3 separate regions of the Mus musculus genome follow, and all the other regions are linked to region 1. The links are chromatin contacts, called in public Hi-C and HiChIP or PLAC-seq maps. All regions are on one chromosome and are shown on one strand. The core of a region is the stretch at or near the end of the contact, and the rest is flanking DNA. Distances in the headings are between cores, read along the strand shown.

Region 1 (3,687 bases), core at 472-2,971:
ACAACCCATATGAATGTATAAGTGTGAGCTCATTATAAATCTGCATAAACATGCTTTATACATACTTCTAAGGGGAGGGGTCCCTCGAGTTTAATCAGGAGTGATAACTGCAAAGTTTGACCTGCATGGATAAGTGGGAAATCTACAGTGACAACAAGGACCGGGGAAAGGGAGAAGGAAGCCTGGTTTTACTTATATTTGGCTTCTCCTGACAAGAGAAGCAAGGGGTACACACTGTTTGCACAGGCAGCCACCCATGGCGATGTTCTGCTTTCTTAAAAACTTTTACCCTTCATTTAATCAACAGATGGATGTTCTCTGTTGTGGATTTTTTTTTTTTTTCTGAAAGTCCTGTCCCTCCAAGAGCTGTGCTGGCAGGCACACATGCTGCCTCAGATGGCAGAGGTGGCACTGCCATTCCAAAAGAGTGGGACGGAATGGGTTGACTTGGCTCTTTCAGTCTTAATTCCACAGGTGACTGTTGATGCCTTTAGCTAAGTAGGCGCGTGCTTAGTCCTCCCTCCACCATGACCCACCCCATGACTCTCAGTGGCAAGGATCCCAGAGGTAGCAAAGTTCTTTCTGGAGAGTCCACCTGCTAGGATTGCAGAAAGGAAGCAATCGGCACCAGGGGCGAAATTCCATTTCATACACCTAATCCAGTGCTTGGTAGGATTCAGAATTCAGCCTTGCTCAGGGAAATGGGTGACATTCAATGTAACTCTTTACAAGCGTTCTTTTCCCCAGCCACTGTAAATACCCGCCTCAGAACCTTCCCTAATCGCATCCCTTTCTGCAACTGTGCAGACCTCGCACATTTGCTTTAAACACACCCGGGCAAGTTAGACCTTACTGAAACTGAAATCTCCACCTACGCCAGGCTCCCCTTTTCCAACCTGGCTAGAAAGGCGAGCAGGCACCCAGAAGTTCCGAATGGCCTAGCCACACGGATGTTACCTAATTAATATACCGGGTGCATAAAGAACTTACATGCATCGGAGAGTTGGAGTTGGACGTGGACAAGAAAGACGAGAAAGTGCAGCCTCCCCTGTTCTCCCAGCCCCTTCCTTCCGAAGGGAAACCCACAGTTCCATTTTGTAGCATTTGCAAATGCAAAGAAGCAATGCTACTTAACTGCCAATGGGCCGGCACCAAGACCCTCAGCTAGTACGAGTTCCCGAGCCTGTCCACCTCCCAGCTCTCAGCCCTCAGCCCTCAGCCACCCGCGCCCTCCGCTGCCGCCGCCGCCGCCGCCGCCGACTTTGCTCCAACTCCGGCGCGCCGGGTTCCTACCTTGACTGAAGAGGAAGAAGCAGAGGAAGAGCAAATCCAGCTGGAAAGGTCTCATTCCTCAGCGCGCGGGCAGCCGGCGGGCAACTTGGGTGTGCAGTTAGTTTCTCTTCAAGCGCGGCGGCTGGGCTCGCGGTGCTCAGCCTCCGCCGCCGGTCCTCCAGGGTTCGCGCCGACCATCTATCTGTCAGTCGGTCTGTCCCTCCTCTGGTCCGCTTAGGTCTCGTTGTGTCTCCGGGTATCTGCAGGCAGCCGAAACCAAATGCTTGTTTTCAGTCGCCTCGGGAAGCCGGGATCCTTAGCAATGTGCCCACTCGGAGCAGATCCATTCTCTGGTTCTTGGCATCCCAGGCACACGGCTTCCTCTGGCGGGCTCCTCCCACAGCGAGCGAACGAGCTAGCGAGCGGGCGAGCGAGCAAGCGAGTGACGAGTGACAGAAGGGCTCCTTTCACAGAAGCTGGGGCGGGGGGAAGAGGGAGGGGAAACAGGTCATAATTAAAGAGGAAACACTTGGAAAGGGGAACGCTTTGCAAAACGGGAGGGTTGCAGAAAGGCTGTGCTTTTCTTCTTTTCCCTAAACAGGGGGATACTCTGCTTTTGTTACCATTATTGACCAGAACGTATAGTGAGCACCGAGCGGAGCTGTGACTTTCTGTTCACACGATGTAATGTTGTTAAACGGGAGTGAAGTTACCGATGATTAGACTCGTGCACATGCATCAAAATGTGCCTGCCTTGCTGTTGCACTAGGGACTGGCAACTGGGCTAAAAGGTAGTCAGGGGTGCATCTTTCCCCAGCAGGGACTTAGCCAGTGTGTGTAGCCAAGGCTAGGGAGTTGAGATAAGCACAAGCAGGGCAGGCTTTGCATTTGGGGGACTTTCTTGGTGTGTGTGTGTGTGTGTGTGTGTGTGTGTGTGTGTGTGTGTTGTGTGCGTGTGTGATGTGGTGACTGGGGTGATGGTGGTGGTTTGTGTGTATGTGTGTGTGTGGGGGGGGGTAGAGGAGTGGAGGAGGGGGTTGGAATTGATAAGCCCTGGGTGTTTGGATCTTAGTTTGCTTGCACTGCTCCTAGAAAACAAAATGCAGGAGTTAAGAGCGAACGCAGGCAGGTTTGTGACACATACCTATTTATTACTATTATCCCAGTCTGTGTCTCCCCTAACAAGGACAGGCAGCAGTCTGTCTTTGCATTTGAGCCTCTCTCCTCTAATGAGCACTCCATCACTATAAGGATGCCTCTTCTCCAAAAGGTGCTGTGAGTTTGATTGCCAAGGAGAGGCCAAGGTCATAGGCAACAATTTCTTAAAAACCTGCAAGTCTTTTACCTGTCATGAAATCCACACTCAAATCAAACTCCATGTCCTCCATGATAGCAACATGAATTTTTCTAGGTCTATTTACTTGATACACATTTAGGCATGCCATGGGGGAAAGTAAAATTGACCATGCCTCCAGGAGCTTGTGATCCAAAGTGGAAGTTGAGTGCATACAAGACACAAACTCTAAGTATCTTACAAAGCAACACATAAAAATATGCAGTGTTATAGAGAGTGGGTGAAGAGGGACTAAAGGGAGAGATGGGGAAAATGAAAGATGCTTTCTCAATGTGCGTCATTCAACATTCAATTACAAAATCAATCATTACTTTCTGCAGTCTTTGGACCTTAGGGAGTCCTTTTAGGGATCTCTTACCCTTCCATCAGTATTACAGATATGGGGCTTTGCTGACTGCAAGGCACATTCCAACTCTGAGTTTCCACATGGATGTTAAAAAATGTTTCTTAGAATTTATGAACAACAAAGAAGCAGGGACGTATGCATAAGTGTGTACTGGTAGGAGCTGACACCTGGCAGTGACATTCAAGATCTATAAATTAGTAGGTGTATGCTTTCTTGACTTTTCCATTCTTATCATAACAGTTTGTTTAACTACATCTCTTAGAGGCTGTTAAACATATCAAAGGGAAATCTATAAGCATGTGTGTGTGTGTGTGTGTGTGTGTGTGTGTGTGTGTGTGTGTGAAGATGTTGAATAGCAGAGGCAGCCCCATCAGCCAAATTTGCAAGGCACAGAAGCAACATTAGCATAGCCTTGCTCCATTAGCTTGGCATAGAAGAGATAATGCAATAAAGCACAAGAGGTAAATCAGAAACACGCAAAAGATGGGTATTAATCCCAAGTAGCATATGCGATATATGAAGGGTGAGGATCTGGCATATATAGTGTTGAACATCAGCAGCAGTTTTTCACTAAATATTCAGGACTAAGGGAGATGAAAGGTCTGAGTCCCACTTCAAAGGCCAAACCGAACCTGCTAAGATGTAGAAGGAATGTACCTGCCCAGGCAGCATTTGATATTTTAACTAAAGATTTATCCTCTCAGCTGTTGGTTAA
Region 2 (3,687 bases), core at 862-3,361, 230 kb before region 1:
CTCCACTGGCATGTCCTGCAGATGCTCCATACTCAAGATCTTCAAATTTAAGTACCTCCCACATTTCCCTAAATCCCCGCCACCAAAATCATCACCCACCACAACTCCAAGATGTCAGATCTCAGGGTAATTAAGGGCTCTTCCTACTTTCTTGCTCTACCATGTTCTGGCAGTTACATCTGTATGGAAGTTCTACCTCTTTGCACATAGTCATCATTTTATCCAAGACCTGCTTTTTGTGAGCTCTAACCTGGAGTGCGTCCAGCATCACAGTCACCTCCCAGCTCATTATCTCCACACTCAATGTGCTGGCATTCCTTCCAGGGAGCTAGTTACAAATCTTCACTCTTCTGTTCCTCCCATAGAAATTCTGGTTGAGGTCAGTAGACCCTAAGGCCAGTGGTATGTAGACCCTCACTGTATAAATTATCCCTCCCTGCTTTGGTTTACCTGGCTGAAATTAGTCTTTAGTGACACTGCATAGTTACTGCATAGACACTGACACCCAGACAGGTACATTGTTGTGCCTTGGTTTAAAAGGTCACAGTACTTCTGGACTTCTTATCACAGACCCTGAAAGCCCAGTGTCAAGCAGCCAGAGGCCTTTGAGCTGTGACTCTGTCAAGTGAGTGAGCTTATCCCAGTGGCCTCAAAACTGACGGTCAGCTCTGGTACAGTGGATTCTAATTCTTTAACTTCTTTGCCCTTCCTTGAACAAGCTGGCTACCTCCCATATCCTCTGGGCCTCACCTTCCTGTTCTGGTGAGCTCTGGCCTGTGACAAGTTACACAATGATTACACCTTACAGGAGGTAGCTGTGTAAGGATTAAAGTATAGTGGCTAAGCTCTCAGCTCAGGGTCTAGCATGTAGCAAGACCCCAACACAAGGCTTGCCTGATCAACTCACACTCTTTCACACTGGGCACTCTAAAACCGAGGAAGCCATTTCAGCTCATAGTGACTACCTGGCTTGCTCCTCCCAAGCCAGGAAACTTCTATTCATCCTTCAAGAGCTTGTTCTCATGATATCATGAAGCAGCAGCATCCTCTGAAGATGCTGCTGTGCTCACAGAGAAGGGGCTTTGAATAGGCTCCTTGTATGCTACAGGGCACCTGGTGGGACCTGGAGTGCATCTCTCTTGAGCTCCGTGAGTCTAAAGGCGGTTTGTTCACTCTGGAATCTTTAAGTCTGTTGTGCCAGGTGCAGAGCAAGCCCATGGCACACTGGAGCAGATGAAGGAGTGGGGTGTTTTGAAAGGAAGTTACAACACTCCTGTGTACCATTCTTTGCAGATCTGTCTGTCTTTGCAGGTGAGACTCTCCGTGGATCCCCCTCACTGGAAAATCACAGGCATCCTAGTCTCTTCTGTACAACAGCAGCATCTGGTACCTTTTGTCCTGACCCTGAGGCCTAGATGTCCCCATCTGAAGTGAGTTTCTATTCTTTCAAGTGATCGATGCCTAGCACAGAGGCCCCTATACAGTTCTTCACTAACAGCTTCTCTAGGAGCAGTTATAGTTCCTTAAGCCCTAGGAAGGATGGCCTATTAAGGTAAAAATGGCATGTTCCCCCTCTCCCCAAACTGTATTGTTTTGAACAGGATCTAGTTTGGGGGAACTAGGGAAAGTTTGGGTCTCTCTTGCTTTGCCTGGGTGCTTCCTGGCTTTTTGGCAGTGTGCAGAGTCACCGAGTCTCACCCTACCACCTTTATTTTATTTTCCAATAAGCTGCCCAGCATCCTAGTCAGAGGCCAGCATCCTAGTCAGAGGCCAGCATCCTAGTTAGAGGCCCAGCATCCTAGTCAGAGGCCCAGCAACCTAGTCAGAGGCCAGCATCCTAGTCAAAGGCCGTGCTCACCCCAGGAAGCTGTGAAAGTAATAAAAGAACTAAATGTTTTCTAGGTCACCGCCTGATCAAGTCCCCACTTAAACAATAATCTTGCCGTTGCATCTGCAAAAACCCAGACTCAGGCCCCAAAAGGTTACTTCATCAATAATTCTTGAGCTTGCCGACAGCGACAATTATTCCCAGCAGGCTTTTTGGGCCATCTCTAAACAGGCTCTGTGGAGGAGAGGCCTCGCTCCGCTCAAGTACTCAGGCAGCAGCCATTAATATTGTTGGAGGGGAGGGTGGGGCAGAAAGGACAGGAATTGGACCTCCTGAGGAGGCAGGAGAGAGGGCTGAGGAAGGGAGCTGGGAGCCTAGGCAGGCTCAGCCTGAAGTTTAACAAAAAGGGAAACTTCTCTCTGTGTTAGGAACTGTGGATTAAAGTGGGCACCTGTGCTATCCTGTGGGCTGAGAAAATCTCACTGACAGAGAATGCCTTGCACAAGATCTAGTCCGGAATCTATGGCCTTTACTCTACTGGTCCCTAGCCAGCAAGCTGCTGAAACTGGTCTCTTTGATTTACTCAGTGTATTTACCAAGCAATTTGCAAGAGCAAGTAATTACTCCTCAGGTCATTGACTCCTGGGTGGAAGAACTCTTTAGATCTTATTTGACCTCTGTCTAGCCTTCCCAGGCCATTTTGGCTCCTGTTCCTATTTGCATTTAATCTCTCTCCTCTGGTCTCCAAGCCTCAGTGAGGGTGGTTGCCACTGTGTTTTCCAGAGTTTGTCCTGCTGCCGCAGGCAGCTCCTGGCTTGGAACTCCTTTTATTGTGCCTTCCATCTTCTGCTCCAAGCTGAGGTTGACAGCACCTTGTCCTGAGGCTTTGGAGCAAAGATTAATTCTTTTCCTTCATTTAGACTGTTTGCATGGAGGTATTTATAGACTCTGACTGTTCTCTCAGAGCCGGATCCTTTCTCAACGATAGGCATGTGGTGCGCTCACTCTCTCCTGATACAACTTATCTGCTGAATTAGAACATTGCTGGTGTTTATGTTTGGTTCGGGTCCTCCCACACCTTTTCAAAACTTCACTAACTACCCTTGCTCAGCTTGTCCTATTCCTCTGTGCCAATAAGGAAAATGTATCTCCTCATTTGTGTGGCTTTTATCACGGGACCCTCAGCTGCTGGGAGCCAGGAAGAGCATGCAAAGGGAGAGGAGGTTAGCAGATGGCTCCTGATTATATTCCAAGAGCAGATTCAGGGGAACTGAGAACACTCTTCAAGTGACTTGTTTATCAAAGAACTCTGTCCAGTTCCCTACCTCAGCCCCACAGAAAAGTACACCCCCCCCCCAAAGCCAACAGGTATTTTCACAAGAAGAAAGGTTTAAAGTCTGCCCTAACACCAGTCTGTGAAGGGACAGGAGATATCACTAAGGGATCACATTGTCAGAGTGTTCAGACTGGCCGACAGAGCTGGGAAGATTCCAGATTTACCCTCATCTATCTGGGCCACAGAGGAAGGACACTGGAGATCACAGATTAGCCACATGTTCTACTTGAAGAAACCAAGCAGCGCGAGATAGGGGAGTGATGCACATTTTGATGTCACACATGCTGGGTTCCAATGTCCACTTACTTGCTCACCTACAGCTATAGGTGGCCTTTGATGAAGGTTCCCCATTTCATGAAACCTCAGTTATTTAGTTCCTCGTCTGAAGAATGCACATGTAGTCTCTAGTGCAGTGCTTATGTTAACTGAAAAGAATTAAAGGCATAGATATGTTCCTGGCACATAGTAGGTACAGAATAAATGATTGCCACTATTAAGGTATGGACCTAATAAAAGCCATTCC
Region 3 (3,687 bases), core at 647-3,146, 210 kb after region 1:
TGGAAAGGCAGCATGGAGTTCCACAGTATAGAATTTACAGAAGGACACCAGGTCAAGTCTCAAGTCAGCCATTTCCTAGATTCTGTTATATTGTCTATACCAACTCAAGCAAACTCCATTATTTGTTTCAGTTAGGACCTAAAGATAATTCTCTGCCAGTTTTCTGAGTACACATTTTGTAGATATGGGTTGGTTTTTTCCTGTTTCCTGATATCTGTCAATGACTGTTGGATAAAAACACAACTTTCTAGGGGAGAGGGAGGAAAAGTCTTTTTCTTACCATCAGTATCACAATGGCAATGTTTCACTTTGGAGAAAGGGCAAAGGCAACTATGTGTAATGCCAATTCTAAATGGCCTGGGTTCTTTATATTTAAGATTTCTTTCTTGTGAGATAACTTGTTTCATATTCAGAAACTCTCTTAAAGAAAGCATAGGATGAAATGTTTCGCTGGCCATGACTTTCCTGTGAGTGTCTATAACACTTTGTCATTGAACCAAGGGAGTTTCATATCTTTTGCCAGCAGTTAACCTGTAAAATAATTCTGTCCATTTTACTCTTTTTTTTTCTGTAAGATATACTTACTATGTAGCGTAGGCTTGCTTTAAGCTCATACTCCTCCTGCCTCAGCCGCTATGTACTGATTACAGGTGTGTATTGCCATGCTTGGTAATTTCTTAGTTCTTGTTCTTACCGTTGAGGGGAGTTGGGAGAATTTGAAGTGGACAAAGCACTAGGGCTGCAACACGTACCTGTCAGTGTGACCTTGGGGAAGTCATAATAAGCATGTGAAACTGTGTTTTTATCATGCATGGCAAGAAAATAATAGCACGTGCCTTAGCTGAAGGATCAAGCATAGCCATCCATGAGCAAATACCTTGAATACAAGGATTAAAAACATTCTATTAGAGAGGCAAACAGCAATGTTCCTAGCACTCTGCAAGGCAGTATGCTCTTTCCCGTCAGATTTGGAGGACCACGCTGGCTGCAGAGTGGGCTCTAATGAGGATTTCTCATTATTGCCATTTGGTTTGCTTCTTATTAAATTTAACAATAATGTCCAATTAATTCTGTGTCCATTAAAATTTGAAATAATGATTTCAAAGAACAAACATGAGTGGATTGCACGGGATACTTCAAAATTAAAGAGAGATGTGTGTGTGTGTGTGTGTGTGTGTGTGTGTGTGTGTGTGTGTGATTTAATTGCTTAGAGCTCCTAATGAGGAAAGATCATGAGACTATGCCAATCCGTAAGAGGGAACCGCCATTCAGCTCAAAGGGATGCACAGTGCTCAGAAGTTCAAAACATCCACATCTGAGGTCAAGTTGTGTGGCATGGCGTTAATAAAGTCATATTAAATAGAGATCAGAGAGGAGAAGGATTCTTGTGTGTGTGTTCTGTATGTGTGCATGTACGTGTATGTATATATATAGGTGTGTAGGGCATGTGGGCATGCCACCAGACAGTCATGAGCACTGGTGAGGTAGAGCATACTCAAATCCTGGGAATCTCAGAGATTCGAGTCCAAAGGAGTGGAGCTGCTTCGTCTGTGCCTGCTCAGAACCTCAGCCAATAGAAAGCATTTACCCTCCAAATCCCATCCCACTGCCCAAGGTTCATAGAATCGCTGTCCACATGGAATAAAGTGCACAAGTTATTTCACTGAGGAGCGTCTCAGAGTGGCTTGGAGGAGGGCTCTCTTGCCTGAAGCACTCATTGTTGAATCTTGGACCTGCTTGCCTGGCCAGGCTCCTGTTGCCCACAGAGGCTCACATCAGAGTGCTGGCTGATGCTATCACCATTGCTGCTGCAGCTGCAGGACTGAATGACCTGCCTCAAGCTGACTGCCCAAACTTCTTTATTCCTTTTGTAAGAGCTGTAACACTCCCACATTCCCAGCATTCCTGGGTTGGACTGGAGCCCTATGGAATCTATTCACCCAGGCTCTGACTCACTCTCCTTGGTCTGGCACACAGCAACATCTGACAACCTGAAGATATACGTTTTCCCATCCTGAAGAGACTGTGTGCTCTCCCATCCTAGATTTTGCCCACTACCTGCTGAGCCAGTGTATCAGTGGCATCCAGACATTGCCAGCAGAGAGGCAGAACATGGAACCACACAGGTATGCATGCATATTCATGTACATGCATGTAGGACTCAGAGGCCAACACTTAGAGGTTGGCAACAGTATCTTTCTTTGTCATTCTCGATCTTATTCTTTGAAACAGGATCCTCGCTGGATCCCATGTGGGCCTTTTCAGCTTGAGTGACTGACCTGCAAGATAGTATCATTTTGTCTCTGCCTCTCAGTGCTGAGTTTGTAGATGTGTGCATCTGTACCCAGCTTTTAAAGTGGGTGGATGACTACATTCAGGTTCTTGTACTGACTCAGAAGTATTTTATTGACTGGGCCACCTCCCCAGCCTTGTGGTTTGTTTTTGAAGACTCAAGCTTACCACTCAATGACTCATCCCATACACTGAGTATAGCTGACCAAACTATACTAATCCTCTTCCAGTCCATTCCTCAATATGTGCCTCTGTCCTACAGTAAAATAAAAGAATTAATGATTCATTTCATTTACTTCATAGTCAAGAATACAGTGCATACTTTTCCCTCCTCCTTGAAAATGAACACTGTAGCTGGAGCCCCCTGGCTTTTTGACTTGCTTCGCTTCTTATTGCCATTAATTATGTCTTTGCTCTACATTTTTTTTTCACATCAACAGAATTTTTTGATGATGGAGCTTACGAACTCTGGTTTGCTTGCCATGGTCCATAGGCACCGTGTGGCATTTGGGCTGTCATAGGCTCATTGTACTTCAGTTGAAGTTAAATTGTTTAAAAGAAAGGTTGCCAGGAGAGAGGGTACTCTTCTCACTCAAGGGAGGGGACTGCAATGTGCTGGCATAGAGAAGGCACTAGAGAAATACAAGGGAACCAGAGCATCACAGGAGTGCTGGCTTTGGCTGCAGTCCAAGTGGAATAATTGCATCCCATCTATGGAAAGCCCCCTGCAGTTCCAATCAGATTGGATACTCTGTTCAATTTCTTCCCTAAAGCCTTTGCATTGAGGAGCAGAGGCTACATGTAAGCAGTGGGCCACTGACCAGTAGATGCTTCATGTAAGGAGTGGGTCATTGACAAGCAGAGGCTGTGCTTAAGGACTAGATAAAGAGCCAGGGAGCTGAAGAAAGGATGTAGAACTTCAACAATTCTCTTCAGGTCCCTCCTTTTCCACCTCCAAAGTCTCACATCAGCCCTTGAAAAGAGAGAAGAAAACCAGGGTAAAGATTCTAGCAGAAAGCAACATTTTAGTTAAACAACCACATTCTTATAAGAGATGAGAGTATAGTTATCTGGTGAACCATGACCCCTGCAGACACATGACATGTTTGGAATTCATGGCCTCCCACCAATTGACTTTTGCCTAAATTATTTAGACACCCCATCTCATTCTAGTCACATTGCTCTCAAAGAGATTGAAGACAGGAGGTGGGGAGCGGGACTCTTTCACCCCCACAGCTTCCTTGTTACTCTTAGGTCCATTAAGATCAAGCTCCTCAATGATTTCCTCTTCTTGGCCTATAATGAAGTCAAACTGACTCTGATTGTCATCAATAATTAATGAGTCCGATGGTTCTCAGCCTCTCCAGGCCATTTGGCAGATGGCATCGTCGATTT

The links. A called contact is a pair of places that touch in the nucleus more often than the background predicts. HiChIP or PLAC-seq counts read pairs in DNA pulled down with a chosen protein or histone mark.
Region 2: a contact with region 1 is called in an H3K4me3 HiChIP or PLAC-seq map of neural tube, with 6 times the contacts expected there. The contact joins the enhancer-like site here to the promoter of Kirrel3 in region 1. A contact is called at or near these places in 5 of 39 promoter capture datasets (embryonic stem cells, hippocampal neurons, liver and 1 more), 1 of 484 Hi-C or Micro-C datasets (uterus), 10 of 115 datasets of contacts at active chromatin or transcription factors (astrocytes, embryonic basal ganglia, embryonic forebrain and 7 more) and 2 of 9 other capture datasets (adipose tissue and pancreatic islet).
Region 3: a Hi-C map of the C2C12 cell line shows a contact between it and region 1, with 3 times the contacts expected there. The contact joins the enhancer-like site here to the promoter of Kirrel3 in region 1. A contact is called at or near these places in 3 of 39 promoter capture datasets (the 3T3-L1 cell line, cranial neural crest and hippocampal neurons), 4 of 484 Hi-C or Micro-C datasets (the C2C12 cell line and pancreatic cancer cells), 3 of 115 datasets of contacts at active chromatin or transcription factors (astrocytes, neural progenitor cells and pancreatic cancer cells) and 1 of 9 other capture datasets (embryonic stem cells).

The regions. Positions count from the first base shown.
Region 1 is chr9:34,486,765-34,490,451 of GRCm38.p6, reverse strand. It overlaps Kirrel3 (kirre like nephrin family adhesion molecule 3), which reads right to left and starts at 1,721. Exons shown (of 17, transcript NM_001190911.1): 1 at 1,294-1,721. The coding sequence starts at 1,348.
Region 2 is chr9:34,720,790-34,724,476 of GRCm38.p6, reverse strand. The region is part of intron 1 of Kirrel3 (kirre like nephrin family adhesion molecule 3); the gene reads right to left. Among named protein-coding and RNA genes, the nearest start is that of Gm33561, 130 kb to the left of the region's middle. Within about 2 kb of position 2,111, at least 26 of the 459 cell types and tissues checked have an H3K27ac peak or open chromatin away from gene starts, as enhancers often do. A contact at or near this core is called in neural tube and pancreatic islet, where this site is marked.
Region 3 is chr9:34,278,275-34,281,961 of GRCm38.p6, reverse strand. No RefSeq gene overlaps it. Among named protein-coding and RNA genes, the nearest start is that of Kirrel3, 210 kb to the left of the region's middle. Within about 2 kb of position 1,896, at least 97 of the 459 cell types and tissues checked have an H3K27ac peak or open chromatin away from gene starts, as enhancers often do. A contact at or near this core is called in the C2C12 cell line, astrocytes and pancreatic cancer cells, where this site is marked.